Linked DNA regions of Mus musculus: region 1 is linked to region 2. A link is a contact called in public HiChIP or PLAC-seq data. All regions are on one chromosome and are shown on one strand. The core of a region is the stretch at or near the end of the contact, and the rest is flanking DNA. Distances in the headings are between cores, read along the strand shown.

Region 1 (7,230 bases), core at 182-2,681, 170 kb after region 2:
TTAAAGGCAAGCACCACTAGTGCCTAGCATTAAGACAAGTTCTTTATGTAGGTCCTTTGAGAAGTTCTTAAACACACTTAGAAAATAATAGGATCAGATAGGACACTTTCTCAGCCTGGTCATTTATACCTGGCCCCAGTTCGACAGAGGAAAAATAGAAATTGTTTTTCTACAAATTAAAGTATGGAGCCTCTTGTTATTATATTTCTGTATGAAATTAATTTTCAAATAAATCATAAGTAATCTCATCAGGCCCCTTTAAGAAAAAGAAACCCACTAAAAGGTCTTCCAGGAACCCTCAGTTCTGGACACTTGATAGTAATCTAGCATGAAAGGCTTTGAACGGTGAGTGTGGCTTGGTGTGCTGTTCTGCACAGTTTGGTTCTTGTGCTGGGTCTCTTATTGTTAATACCCCACCCTGGGCTTTGGAGAGCTCAGGTTTTGCTGTTTGTGCCTGGCTTTGCTGAAATTTCTTAGAGGCTTACATTTAAGGATCCCACTTACTGCAGTCACTCCTTGTGCTTTATTGCTTTTACAAGTGGTCTCGAAACCCAGTACTTGAGAATAAACATAACAGTGCTACGCTGCTGTAGCACTTTTAAAAATTCTTCTTTGCTCTGTTTTGTCAGTGAGCTGATGAGCAATCTCAAAAAAAAAAAAAAAAAAAAAAAAGACCCTGTTGGACCTTTAAAAAAAATGGCTTCCTCTGATGTCCTAGAGACAATAATTATGATGTGCTAGTTAAGCCCAAACTACAGCTGAGGGATTTTACTTTAAAGCAGGGGCTTGGGCGCAAAAATGCATTTATAGCTCTTTGTCTGCACCTCATTATGTGTGGGCCTGATTCATTAAGTAATTGGTTTGCAGTTGTTTACATGAGTATTAAGGCCTTCTTTTCAGCCGCCTTTGAGAGATACATTGTGTAAATGTTGCCTGTGATGAATGCAGAATGAGGGCCAGAGGGTCCCTCCTATTGGCTAAACAGTGCACTCTGTTGAAAAGCCAGAGAAAGGGATTGGGTGCTGCTTTGCATAGCAATGACTTTCTTAATAAGCGTTACAGATTAATACACACAAGCTATAAAAGATGCAAAGAGATACTCTTAGCACATTTATACATGCTCATTTCATTGTGACGGTGGCGGCGTCCCCGCGCTTTTAGATTCCGTTTTGCAGAGCAGAGGCTTCAGTGTGTGAGCCGTAATAGAATCCGATGTTTATTGTATTATAAATCACGGGCAAGTAGGCCGATCGGCAACAGTTTATTATTAAAGATTCTTTCAGTGTAAATCTTTTTCTACCATTGTATTTGCTTCAGTAAAATCATTTTGTGGTTGAGTGGGGATGAAAGGCATGATGTACGAAGGAGTGAGTCCTAATAGGAAGCTGTTCTCCGAGTAAAGACCACTTGTTCCCTTTTGTTCCGGGGTGCATGCCAGAGCTTCCTCTCCTCTGCAAACATTGTCTCTCTTTACCTTCCCCAGGAAGCGGCTTCACTCTCCAGGATCCATTTATTCAATGGAGAGTGTATCCTCACAGCTCCCTTGTAAGTTCAGCTTACGGGTTCCCTTGTAACTCCGGCCTTCTGGTTGAATCAAGATAAGATTTTTGCTGAAAGAAAAGAGTGTGTGCTTGCAGCATAATTGCCTAGGGGAAAGGTACTAAAAGTCACCGGACCACCCGCACCCCTTAACAGGGCCACCGTGGGTGGCATTTCTTGCCAGCCCTGCAGCCATGGGATCGGCCAGCGGAGGGCGCCAGCGTGCAGCTGATAATCAGTTGGTGGCCGCAGCTTTTCTTTCTTGTCTGGTCATTTATTTTCCCTGGAGCGGTATAAAGATACTTAGATACTAATTGTCCATTGAAGTAAAAACGAAAATTTTCTGGCAGTCCTTCATGTACCTTTATAAAGTGCACATCTCCATCTCCAGCTTAGGAAATCTGCATTGACCTTACAGTTAAGAAAAGTCACTTTATTTGACGGGAAGAAGTAAACTAGCTGGCCCAAGGACAGCAAAAATTACAGCACGTGCTGTAGGAGCTCCAACTGGCCATCAGGGGGCGCTCAGACTTTGTCAATTTAAACAGCCTCGGACTTTGGCGACCTTTAAAATTTAAGATTGGTATTTGTGGAGATTTGTTGGTATGGTTATTATTTATACTTTCGTTTCTTTCTGGATTACTTTTTCTCCTACATTTTTCCCAGAAAAAAATGTCTATTTTTGAAGGAAAGAAAATCCAGCCAAAGATGCTATTTGAAAAATTTTAATACTGATTACAAATCCACAGAAATTTTTGTGGTTCACAGCCAAGATAATACATCTTCTCATAGGTGGACTTGCCTCTCTTTTCATGTGTGTGTGTGTGTGTGTGTCGGTGTGTGTGTGTGTCGGTGTGTGTGTGTGTCTGTGTGTGTGTGTGTGTCTGTGTGTGTGTGTGTCTGTGTGTGTGTGTGTCTGTGTGTGTGTGTGTGTGTCTGTGTGTGTGTCTGTGTGTGTGTCTGTGTGTGTGTGCGTCTGTGTGTGTGTGTGTGTGTGTCTGTGTGTGAGTGTGTGTGTGTGTGTGTGTCTGTGTGTGTGTGTGTCTGTGTGTGTGTGTCTGTGTGTGTGTGTGTCTGTGTGTGTGTGTGTGTGTCTGTGTGTGTGTGTGTGTCTCTGTGTGTGTGTGTCTGTGTGTGTGTGTGTGTGTCTGTGTGTGTGTGTGTCTGTGTGTGTGTGTGTGTGTGTGTCTGTGTGTGTGTGAGTGTGTCTGTGTGTGTGTGTGTAGGCCAGAGGTTAATGCTGGATGTTCTTCTTGATAGCTCTATACCGTATTTTTCAATACAAGTTCTCTCAGTGTACTTGAAGCTCATCCATTTGCCTAGATGCAGCCACTGAGTTCCAAGAAGCTGCCTGATTCCATCCCACCCTGACCCCAGCACTAGAGTTACAGACACACATCCAGTTTTGACATGGGCACTGGGGATCCAAACTCGGGTCTTCATGTTTCACAGTAGGCATGTACTGACAGAGCCATATCAGTGGCCCTCCAGTCTTACAATTAGGCCCTAGAACAGGATGATGCGTCCCACTGAGGGCCATTTCTTAATTGTCCTCAACGTCACAAGTTGTATTCTTGGCAGGATCCTCAGAGTTAATTGCCAAATTCGAGTGGACCCCAAATCCAGTAATTCAGGTGTGTTTGTTAGTGGGATGTGGATTCCCCCCCCCCCCGGTATAAGGGAGGGAATGGCAGTCAGTATGTTGCTAACATTACCATAGTCCCCAAGTCTTCTAGTCTCTAAATTTGTCCACCTTTCAGGACCAGAAGTGAGTACCAAGCCCCATCCCAACTCTTCTGCTGTTGCTGTCTTGAGAAGGCTTATTGCATGCACCCCCTCCAGATAGAACAGCCACATTCTAGTGCTCTTGCTGGCCTGCTATGTAGACTTAAAGGGTGTCCTTCATGGTACCAGGTCAGATGCCATGCCCTAATGCAACATGCTATTCCATGCCTTTGGCCTTTCTGTTGTTTGGCTGGGATACACCTACTCAAATGCTTCCTGGGCAGAGGGTGGCTGTGCCATATACCATTCTAGTGGCCCCATGGTCCCATTTCTGTCACCACCTAGCTAGGTATAGGAGCTTGTTTCCCCTCCCCATGTGAGCTTCTCATTGGTCTGGCAGGTTTATCAGCAGAGCTGGGTAACTGCTGGACTTTCTGAGAGTGCTCAGCAGTTCACTCAAGCCTTCTTCGTGATGCAAAGCCACTTGCAAAGTGCCTCACCTCTGTCTGGTTCACCTTCCTGGCCTGTGGGACAATGTGTATTCTATCCAGTTATCTACAAGTGGTATGTGTAGGAGAGGCGTATGCATTTTCAAATGGAAATCTTAGCTCACTTCAAATTAGATTGCCTTCCCAAACTGTTCCAAAGCCATCTGCAGTCACAGTTTCAAGGAACAGGAAGGAGGTGGGCGTGCTTACAGGAAGCCTTCATGGGGTCTTTCCTGGCTCTGTCCTGTATGCTGAGGAGACTTGTCTTGGTCTTGACCTTCATGAGGATGTGGAGGCTCTTGGCATATGTCAGGGACCTGAAACAGCATTCCCAGCTGTGCCCTCCTTCGGGTGCCCTTGTCTTCAGTGAGTACTTTTGAAGGCAGAACTGGAGTGTGTTCTACTTTTTTTTTTTCTTACAAAGTGCCAAGTTTCCTGTGGTATTTTCATTTACACTTAGTTTGCTGGTTAGTTTTTGTCAACTTGATACAAACTAGAGTCACTTGGAAGAAGGAATCTCAATTGGAAAACACCCACATCAGATTGGCCTGTGAGGCATTTTCTTGATTGATGATTAATATGGGAGGGCCCAACCCAACACATTGTAGGCAATCCTGAGCCTGGTCCCAGGATGTAAAAGAAAGCAGGCTGAGTAAGCCTCGGAGAGCAAGGCCTGTAAGAAATGTAAGTAGTAAGAAGTGTTTCTCTCCATGGCCTCTGCTGCAGTTCCTGCCTCCAGGTTTCTGTCTTGAGTTTATTTTTAGGCCCCGAAATCTTATAGCTGTAGCTGTTAATCTATGTGTCTGTTCATTACCATGTTGTTCTTGTTGATCTGTAAGATACCTTGAAATTAGGTATGATAATGCCTCTAAACCAATGCCTCTAAACCTCCCCCCACCCCCAGGATTGTTTTGGCTATCAGAAGTCTCTTGTGCTTTCAAATAAGTTTTAAGATTGGTTTTTCTATTTCCATAGAAAACAGCACGAGAATTTTGATAAGGATTGCACTGAATCTGTGGATTTTGGCAAAATAGCAAGTTTCATAATATTGACCCCACTGATCCATGAGCATTGAAACTTTTTCCATCTTCTGATATCTTCTTCAATTTCTCTAAAGTATTTTAAAGTTTTCCTTAGAAAGGTCTTTAACTTCCTTGCCTAGGTTTATCCCAAGGTTATATATGGTTGGAGGGCAATTGTGAATGGGATTGCTTCCCCCATTTCTCAATATGCTTGTTAGTGATATATAGGAGGAGCTGCTGATTTTTATAAATTAACTTTGTATCCTGCCACTTTGCTGAAAGTGCTTATCAGTTCTAAGAGTTTTCTGGTGGAGTTAGTAGGGTCTCTTTTTTATAGAATCTGCAAGCACAGATAATTTGACTTTTTCTTTTCCTATTTGGTTCTCTGGTGTTTCTGCTCTAGCTTAGACCTTCAGTACATTTAGTAGACGTGGAGAAAGAAGACTGCCTTGTCTTTCTTTTGATCTCACTGGAACTGCTTTAACGTTTCCCTGTGTACTGAAACAGTGTTGGCTGTAGGTTGTGAGTGTTTTTGTTTTTGTTTTGATGTCTTACTGAATTTGGTTTGCAAGCGTTGTGTAGTGAACTTTTTCGCCTATGACCGGGGAGATTGGTTTGTCATTTGTCTTGTTTTTGTACCTTTATTGACACAGGAAAATCCTGGCATTACAGAAGGACTTTGGAAATGCTCCTTTCCTGTTTTATGGAATAGTTTAAGAAGCATTGGTATTAGTTCTCCTTTGAAAGTCGGGTAAAATTCACCAGTGAATCCATCCAGGCCTGGACTAGTAAATCAGACCTTTTTTTAATGCATTTATTGTATTTGTGTATGATGTTTGCTTGCATATATATGTGTGCCACATGAGTGCCTGTTGTCTTCAGAGGTCAGAAGAGGGTGCTGGGTCCCCTGGAAGTAGAATTATCCATGTTTGTGAGTGCCATGCAGGTGCTAAGAGCCATACCCTAGTCCTCTGTGAGAGCAACATGTGTTCTCATAACTGATGGACGTCTCTCCCATTCCTCCAGGATTTTTTTTGTTTTGTTTTGTTTTTTTAAATCAGTCTCACAGTTACTGAGCCACTGGCTTAGTCACTATTCTATTGCTATGATGAGACACAGTGACCAAGGCAACTCCTATGAAAGAAAGCATTTACTTGAGTGCTTAATCAATTATGATCATGGCAGAAAGCACGGTGTCAGGCAGGCTTTGTGCTGGAAAAGTAGCTGAGAGCCATACCCTGATCTGAAAGCAGAGCAAGAGAGACCGGACCTGGCATGGGCTTTTGATATCTTAAAGCCCACTCCCAGTGACACACTCCTTCCAACAAGGCCACACCTCCTAATCCTTCTAATCCTTTCAAACCATTCAACTTCCTGGTGACTAAGCATTCCAATATATGAGTCTGTGGGGGCAATTCTTATTTAAACCACCACTTTCCACTTCCTGACCCCATTATTATATAGGCTTGTAGCTATATAATAATGCAAAAATGTATTCAGTTCAATTTCAAAAATTCCTGTAGTCTATCACAGTCCTAGAACTGCTTAAATGTCTCTATTGAGACTCATGGCAATCTCTTAACTGTAATTCCTATAAAATAAAATTAAAATTAAAAATAAAGCAGATCATATACGCTGGCACAGAAAATACTTTACCATTTCAAAAGACTGGAAAGAGAGCATGGTGAGGAAATCCTGGACCAAAGCAAGAACAAAAGCCAGCAGGACAAACTCCAAGTCCTGCATCTCATCTCTGAGTATGATGTCAAAGCATTCGTCAGCTCTCCAACTCCTTTCAGCTTTGTTGATTGCAACACATTTCTTTCTCTTAGACTGGTCCCACACCAATCTGCAGCTCTCATTGGCAGGTATCCCACAAATCTGGCATCTCCAACACAACCTAGGCTTCACCTTCACAGCTTCATGCAGTGGCCTCGATCAGCCCCCATGCAGGGACTCCCCCTCCCCCCGACACACGCAGCTTTCTTTAGCTAAGGAGGGAGATTCCACAACCCTTTTTTGTATCCTTGACTAAGCCAGAACTACATGGCCAAAGCTGCCAAGTTCTGCTTGTTGGGGCTGGAACTTGGCCCCCTCTCTCAATAACAGTGCACCAGCTTTCTGTTGTGGATGGGTCCCTTCAAGACTTTAGTGTTCCTTTGATTCCTTTTTACAAGTTGGGAGCTCAGTAAGCCATATCTTGCCCTGAGGGCACCACTCCTTCATTCCATTTAGTGGCAGGCAAGCTTTTCTTTAGCCGGCTCATCTCCTGGAGTTGAGGTCTTGGCTCTGCACCCTCTTCCCTGGTGCTCCTTTTCTCCTCACACTGTACATTTGTATTTCTCCTGGCCCCACTTGCTCCTTTTCATTGGAGATCTGCATAAGAGTGACCCCTAGTAACCACAACCGCATGCCATAGTCAATACTAGGCTGTCTTGAAACCTCTGCCAACACTA
Region 2 (6,470 bases), core at 1,028-3,527:
TGTTTTAATAACATGAATATAGCTTATAAAAACCAATGCAACCAAAATTATACATGCTTGTACTACAGTGCATCTATCTATCTATCTATCTATCTATCTATCTATCTATCTATCTATCTATCTTCCGATAATGTTGTTTGAGTGTACCAGCAGAGGCACACATCCACACATGGACTCTCTGTCTCTTTCCACAGGATGGTTTTTGCTGCCTCAGGACCCTGTCAACAAGAAAGTAATCACCAGAAGTCTCTAGACTTTGCACTTTCCAAACTGTGAGCCTCTATCCTTTATAAAGTAGCCTGCGTCCAGCATTGTATTATAGCAGTAAGAAACCAACCAGTAGAATATGATCTCTGGAATGCAAAGTCCTGGGAAAAGGATTCAAGTTGCCTTAGGAGCTCACCCTGAGAAGTCAACAGCATCTTCCATTAGAAGGTGACAGTGTAATTAGGGATCCTCCATTTGCCAAGGATGCTAGACCTAAATAATCTTTGAGCAAATCAGAACCTTGTCACTGCGATGCAATGATTAGCCACGACTAGTGGTGAGTGGACTGTCATGTTTTATAATGCGGTATAATGCAGCAGCAGGAGGACCTTGGCAAGCCCATGCCAAGGTGCTCCCCTGAGGAATCACGCCATGAGACAGGCCTAGTATAAAGCAGATTTACTATGAGGGGAAGGGAACGGAACCCTGAGAAGCTGGGAAACAGAGCTATGAGAGCAGAGAAGGAGGGAAGAGAGAAGAACAGAGAGGGAGAACCTGGCAGGCTGTGAGGTAAGCTGTTGTTAGGTAGCAGTTGGGCAGAGCCAACAGCTGTAAGCCAACATGGACCAGTCAACAAAGAGCTTCTCTTCTGATGACCCAGCTCTACACTCAGAGTTTGGTGGATAAAGGCAGACCCAGACAGGACTGTCATTCAGCTTCCACCAGTTACTCTCCCAAGTGGACTACTTCAGTATGTTCCCAAAAGCACTTCAGAAATTATCCTGCTGGGACCATCCTGGCTGTCAACCAAGGACCAGAACTGACTTTTAAATGGGAAAAGAAGTTGTAGACATCCCCAAATATTGGGGTGGATGCAAAGAAGACAGGCTTGATTTTTGTTTTGTTTTGTTTTGTTTTGTTTTGTTTTGTTTTGTTTTGTTTTGTTTTAGAGATAGGGTCTCTGGTATCCAAGATTAGCCTTGAATTGACTAAGTAGCCAAGTATGACCTTGAGCCTCTGATCTTCTTCTCTGTCTCCACCTCTTGAGTGTCAGGATTGCATCCCACTTGGTCCATGTGGTACTGGAGAGTGAGCCCAGGTCTCCATGCATGCTAGGCAAGCAATCTACCAACAAACCTACATCCTTTCTACTCCTCTCTGGCCTGCCTTTGGGAATCTCCTACCATGGGACAGGCTGCCTGAGTTTGTATATGTTTCCTCAGGATAGAGCCCAAAATGAGGGTTTGGGTTTAGATGACCTGCTGGGGAGCTAGTCCAGGAAGACCATAAGTGATGAAAACCAGTCAAGAGGGAACCAGATTGCAACAGTGAATGGGTTATTGCCATAGGCCCCTGTAACTCCATCCCTGGTAATCCTCTGAGAGCTTGTAAAGAACTACCTCTCTGAGAAGCAAGGATCTTAGTATTGATGGCCATTTCTAGGGTTTTAATTCCATGGCATGTGTGCTCTGCCCCCTTTGAGTACTGATAACCTCAAACAGAGAGAAGCAAGTGTACAAAGCAAGGGGACTGTGAGTTAGGGAGCATGGGCAGAACCCTGGCAGCATCTGCCACATTCCTTAAACTCAGAATGAAGAGTTTTCCCACTCGTGATAGGTCCATTCCTAATACAGTAAAGGAGCCAGTGGTACCCTGACAGTGATTTCTATCCGCCCTCACCCCCACTCTGTCTCCTTGGAGGGAGGGGGATGGATAGAGAGAGTGGGAAAACACTGATGCAAAAAATGCAAAAGACCTCAGCCTGCAGCAGAAAGACCCGGCCTGAATGAATTGCTTGTTCTCAAACAGAAGGAATTTTATTTCAATAGTTAATCCTCACGTGTTGCAACAGCTCCAAGATCACCCCCCAGACGATTATTATTTGCACAGAGTGCTGCAGGCAGGGGAAATCTTCGTGTACCCCTTTTCCTTTTAAATACGAGATCCTGCAGCCCCGCCAAGATATTTGAAAACAAATTGTAAGCTCCGTCTGCCAGCTGGGGGCATGCTGAGACAAAGGAAAGAATTTTCCTGGCAGACCTCACAGGCCAGGAGACCCTTAATCCAGGCAGACAGACTTTAACACATTCTTTCCCTGTTAGGCAGACATTCCTTCATCCTTGAAGACCTTACATCCCAAAGGTCTTGCTTGTAGCCGTAGTCAGTTTGTTCGGTTTAGACTTAGCTATAGTGTCTGTGTGATGTAGTCTTCTAATATCTGTCCGAGGATCAGCTCCAGGACTCCCTTGGATACCTAAATTCATACATGCTTAATCCTTCGAATAAAATAGTAGAAACAGTACAGTCTTTGCACAGACCTTATGAACATCCTCCAGTGTGTGCTAAGTCATCTGGAGGTTACTTGTAGTTCCCAGTACTGTAGGAATGCCATTCAGATAGCTGTTGTACTGTATTGTTAAGGCATAATAACAAGAATAAAGTCTGCATGTGTTCAGTACAGACATTTTTAGAATCTTTTTTTTTTTTTTGGTGTTGGTGGATACAGAGGGCCAACTGTATCAGTCTAAGGCAGCAGAGGAAAAAGGCTCCCCAGGGGTCCATGGTAATTCTAAACAAACAGGTGCTGAGGCTGGGGGGGAGGGGCGAAGGAGCCCACTCTGATTCCACTGAATGCTGCGTGCAGGATTTCTTCCAGAAGACAAGGAGAATTTAAGAAACAAGACAGTGTGTGTTCCACAGTGCAACCCTCGGGGTTACAGCTCATTTTGAAAGAAGCCCTTTACTAGGCAGACAACTTCTTGAGTCTCCATCAGTGGCATCCACTCTGGGAGAAATGATGCAACAAGCTGAATCACATCCTGCAGGACTCACAGGTGGAAAAGGCCGGCCTTCAACTGGTGTTTCAGTTACCTGCTTAGAAATTGCAAAGTTGTGAAGGGAAATGAATATTAAGTGAAATAGCCAACTATAAAGGATATTGTCATTTTCCAAGGGCAGGAAAGTTATGTTTAGCCTGGGAAGAGGTTTAAAAGGATGTTTATATGAGACACAGCAAAATGCACACACATAGATAGACAGACAGACAGACAGACAGACAGACAGACAGACAGACAGACAGACATAGAAAGTGAAAGATTAGAACTACTAACAAGTAGAAGTGGGGAATGAAAAAGTAAAACGTAAAAACAAAATTCTAGGCCTTTGGGCCCAGGCTTGGGAGTGTGGCCTTTGTGGCTCAGTGCTCCGAGGTGTGCTGGTCATAAAACAGATAGCGACTTTCCTCCACCCACCCGCTTCCTGGGTTCAAAGAGTGTTAATTCAAAGAATGTGCTATTGTTAGGGGCTCGTAGAAACTGTCTTGAGAAATAACCCTCACAATTACCAGGTATTCCTCATGACTCTTGTGACTTTGCACTTCCTTGTGACTCTTAACTGGTATTTTTGGTATTTTCCAACAACGCCCTTCCCACCTCCTTGAGTTGTGTTTTCTTCCTTTAAATACCCCCTGACCCAGCTACTCGGGGCGCCACGGTCCTCTACCCCTGCGTGGTGTATGACCGTGGGCCCAAGAGCACTCTTGAATAAAAATCCTCTTGCAGTTTGCAGCAAGACCGTTTCTTGTGCGTGATTTTGGGGTGTCGCCTCTCCTGAGTCAGAACGTGGGGGAGTCCTCACGTTGTGGGTCTTTCAAAAGTTATTACATAATCTTAGACAGACTTCCAAGTTCATTAGCTGTCAGCCTTTACAATTCAGTTCATTCACTCTGATTCAGTCATTCAACAAAGATCCACATGACTGCTCTGTTAGACACTGTACCGAACACTAATGACAGAACTTTGCTAGAGACAGGGGCAGGGCTCCTGCTCCTTGAGGTCATTAATCACGGATACAAGTGGTTGCTGAGATAATGCAGATTGTACATAGATTTTTTTTTAAAGAATGAGTTAAAAAATTATTTTAGTAGCTAAAAATCAGAAAGATATAAAGCAAAGGTACCAGAACAGCATTTGAAGGAAGAGTTGACAGGTTTGTGTGTATCTAGATTTTGAAAACTATCTCAGGCTGGAGAGATGGCTCAGTGGTTAAGAGCACTGACTGCTCTTCCAGAGGTCCTGAGTTCAATTCCCAGCAACCACATGGTAGCTCACAACCATCTGTAATGGGATCTGATGCCTTCTTCTGGTCTATCTGAAGATAGCTACAGTCTACTCATATACATAAAATAACTAAATAAAATCTTTTTTAAAAAAGAAAAAAAAGCTATCACTCCTTTCATACAGGTTTTTGGGTGAATCAGGCTTCTTTAGAATAAAACAGCAGGAGATACCTTTGGCGGGTCTGGGACCAAGGTGTGCTGCTAAGAGATCCACCATACAACAGAGCCAACCCAAGAGAGTTATTGGGGAGATAGGGAGCCTGAAAAGTGGGACGTGAGAGAAAGAGAGACAAAAGGAGACAGAGACAGGCAGACAGAAAGACTGGGAGAACGAACAAGACAGGAAGACACCTTTTAAAGAGGGCACATATAGCCTAGGAAAATACACAATTTATAGCCACAGTGGACCTAGGGAGTCCTGGGTGATGTAAGCTGTTGCAGCTGAGTCACAACAGGCACACTGGCAGAGTGCCAAATTTACAACGGTGCAGGTCTGCCATCTTCCCAGTCGGAAGGCAGAGGCAGGAAGATCATGAGTTAGAGGCTACCCCTGAGAGAGAAACTTCCTCTATATATGTATAGCCTGCTTTGTATAGCCCTGGCTGTCCTGGAACTCACTTTGTAAACCAGGCTGGCCTCAAACTCAGAAATCCGCCTGCCTCTGCCTCCCAAGTGCTGGGATTAAAGGCATGCGCCACCACTGCCTGGCTATTTGTGAGTTTTTAACAATGAAAAAAATCAAAGTGGTTAAGCCTCTGACCTCAACTCATGGACACACACACACACACACACACTAACAATTTTCCCTTACTGATACAGCTTCACTGATTGATATTTTCACTGTTAAGAATAGATTTAGGAGCCAGGAGTGGTGGTGCACGCCTTTAATCCCAGCACTTGCGGGGGGTGGGGGGGGGGTGGCAGAGGCAGGCAGATTTCTGAGTTCAAGGCCAGCCTGGTCTACAGAGTGAGTTCCAGGACAGCCAGGGCTATACAGAGAAACCCTGTCTCAAAAAACCAAAAAAAAAAAAAAAAAAAAAAAAAAACCAAAAAAAAAAAAAAAAGAAGAATAGATTTGGTTTAAAACCCACTTTTCTTTTGAAAGTTCCAGAGCTTTAACCCATTGTCCTTTTGATTCGAGCCTCTGGCTTTAAGTGCTTTTGATGCCCAGTCACCTTTACGAACCTGCCCATAGCTATCAGAGCTTCCCAAAATGTGAGGAGAAAGGCTATCTACCCAAGTCATCATGGCCAAGTAACTAAAGCAAGCTTCTTTATTTGTGTATATGGGCTGCCTCTGCCTAAGGCAGGGTGCGAGAGGACAGTTCTGGACATGGAAAAGATAAGGTTTTTATAGCTCAGAAGTTTCCAAATGGGGGGTTTGGTTGCCACTGCCTGGAAGAGGCAGCTACAGAACCATTATAGTTTGGGTTACAGGTCAGCAACTTGAACAGGGCAGGATCCTGGAGGCAGGAGCTGATGCAGAGGCCATGGAGGGGGCTGCTTTATTGGCTTGCTCTCCATGGCTTGCTCAGCCTGCTTTGTATAGAACCTTGGCCTACCAGCGGGGGGATGGCACCACCCAAGATTGGCTGAACCCTCCCCCATCAGTCACTAATTAAGAAAATGCCTTACAGCTACATCTTATGGAAGCCCTTTTCTCTATTCCACTCAGATAACTCTAGCTTGTATCAAGTTGACAGAAAACTATCCAACACACAATTACTATTGTTAAAGTTTTATTTGTATTTTATATGTAGGAATGAATGTTTTGCCATAATGTATGTAAGTATATAATGTGTATGTCTAGTGCCTGCAGAGTCCGGAAGAAAGCATTAGATCCCTTAGAATGGGTGTTACAAGCCAGTGTGAGCAGCCATGTGGATGCTGAGAACAGAACCTGGGTCCTTAAGTGCTTTTAATGGCTGAGTCAACTTTCCAACCTGTAACTGATGATTATTGCATCTGTCTTTGAAATATCTTCCTTCTGAAGGATACAAAGATATTGTTATGTTGCTCCCATTACATTTTTATTTATTGTGTGTGCGCATGCACATACATGCATGTGTGAGTGTGTGTTTATGAGTGTGGTTTCTTATGCATTGGCACACATGTGGAGGTCAGAAGAGAAGTCTGGAGAGCCAGTT

Evidence for each region. HiChIP or PLAC-seq counts read pairs in DNA pulled down with a chosen protein or histone mark.
Region 1: a contact with region 2 is called in an H3K27ac HiChIP or PLAC-seq map of neural progenitor cells, with 12 times the contacts expected there. The contact joins two enhancer-like sites. A contact is called at or near these places in 1 of 484 Hi-C or Micro-C datasets (3T3-L1-derived adipocytes), 1 of 115 datasets of contacts at active chromatin or transcription factors (neural progenitor cells) and 1 of 9 other capture datasets (liver).

What each region holds. Positions count from the first base shown.
Region 1 is chr2:146,957,695-146,964,924 of GRCm38.p6, forward strand. All of the region lies in intron 12 of Kiz (kizuna centrosomal protein), which reads left to right. Among named protein-coding and RNA genes, the nearest start is that of Xrn2, 52 kb to the right of the region's middle. Within about 2 kb of position 1,432, at least 66 of the 459 cell types and tissues checked have an H3K27ac peak or open chromatin away from gene starts, as enhancers often do. A contact at or near this core is called in neural progenitor cells, where this site is marked.
Region 2 is chr2:146,785,429-146,791,898 of GRCm38.p6, forward strand. No RefSeq gene overlaps it. Among named protein-coding and RNA genes, the nearest start is that of Gm35433, 22 kb to the left of the region's middle. Within about 2 kb of position 2,278, at least 34 of the 459 cell types and tissues checked have an H3K27ac peak or open chromatin away from gene starts, as enhancers often do. A contact at or near this core is called in neural progenitor cells, where this site is marked.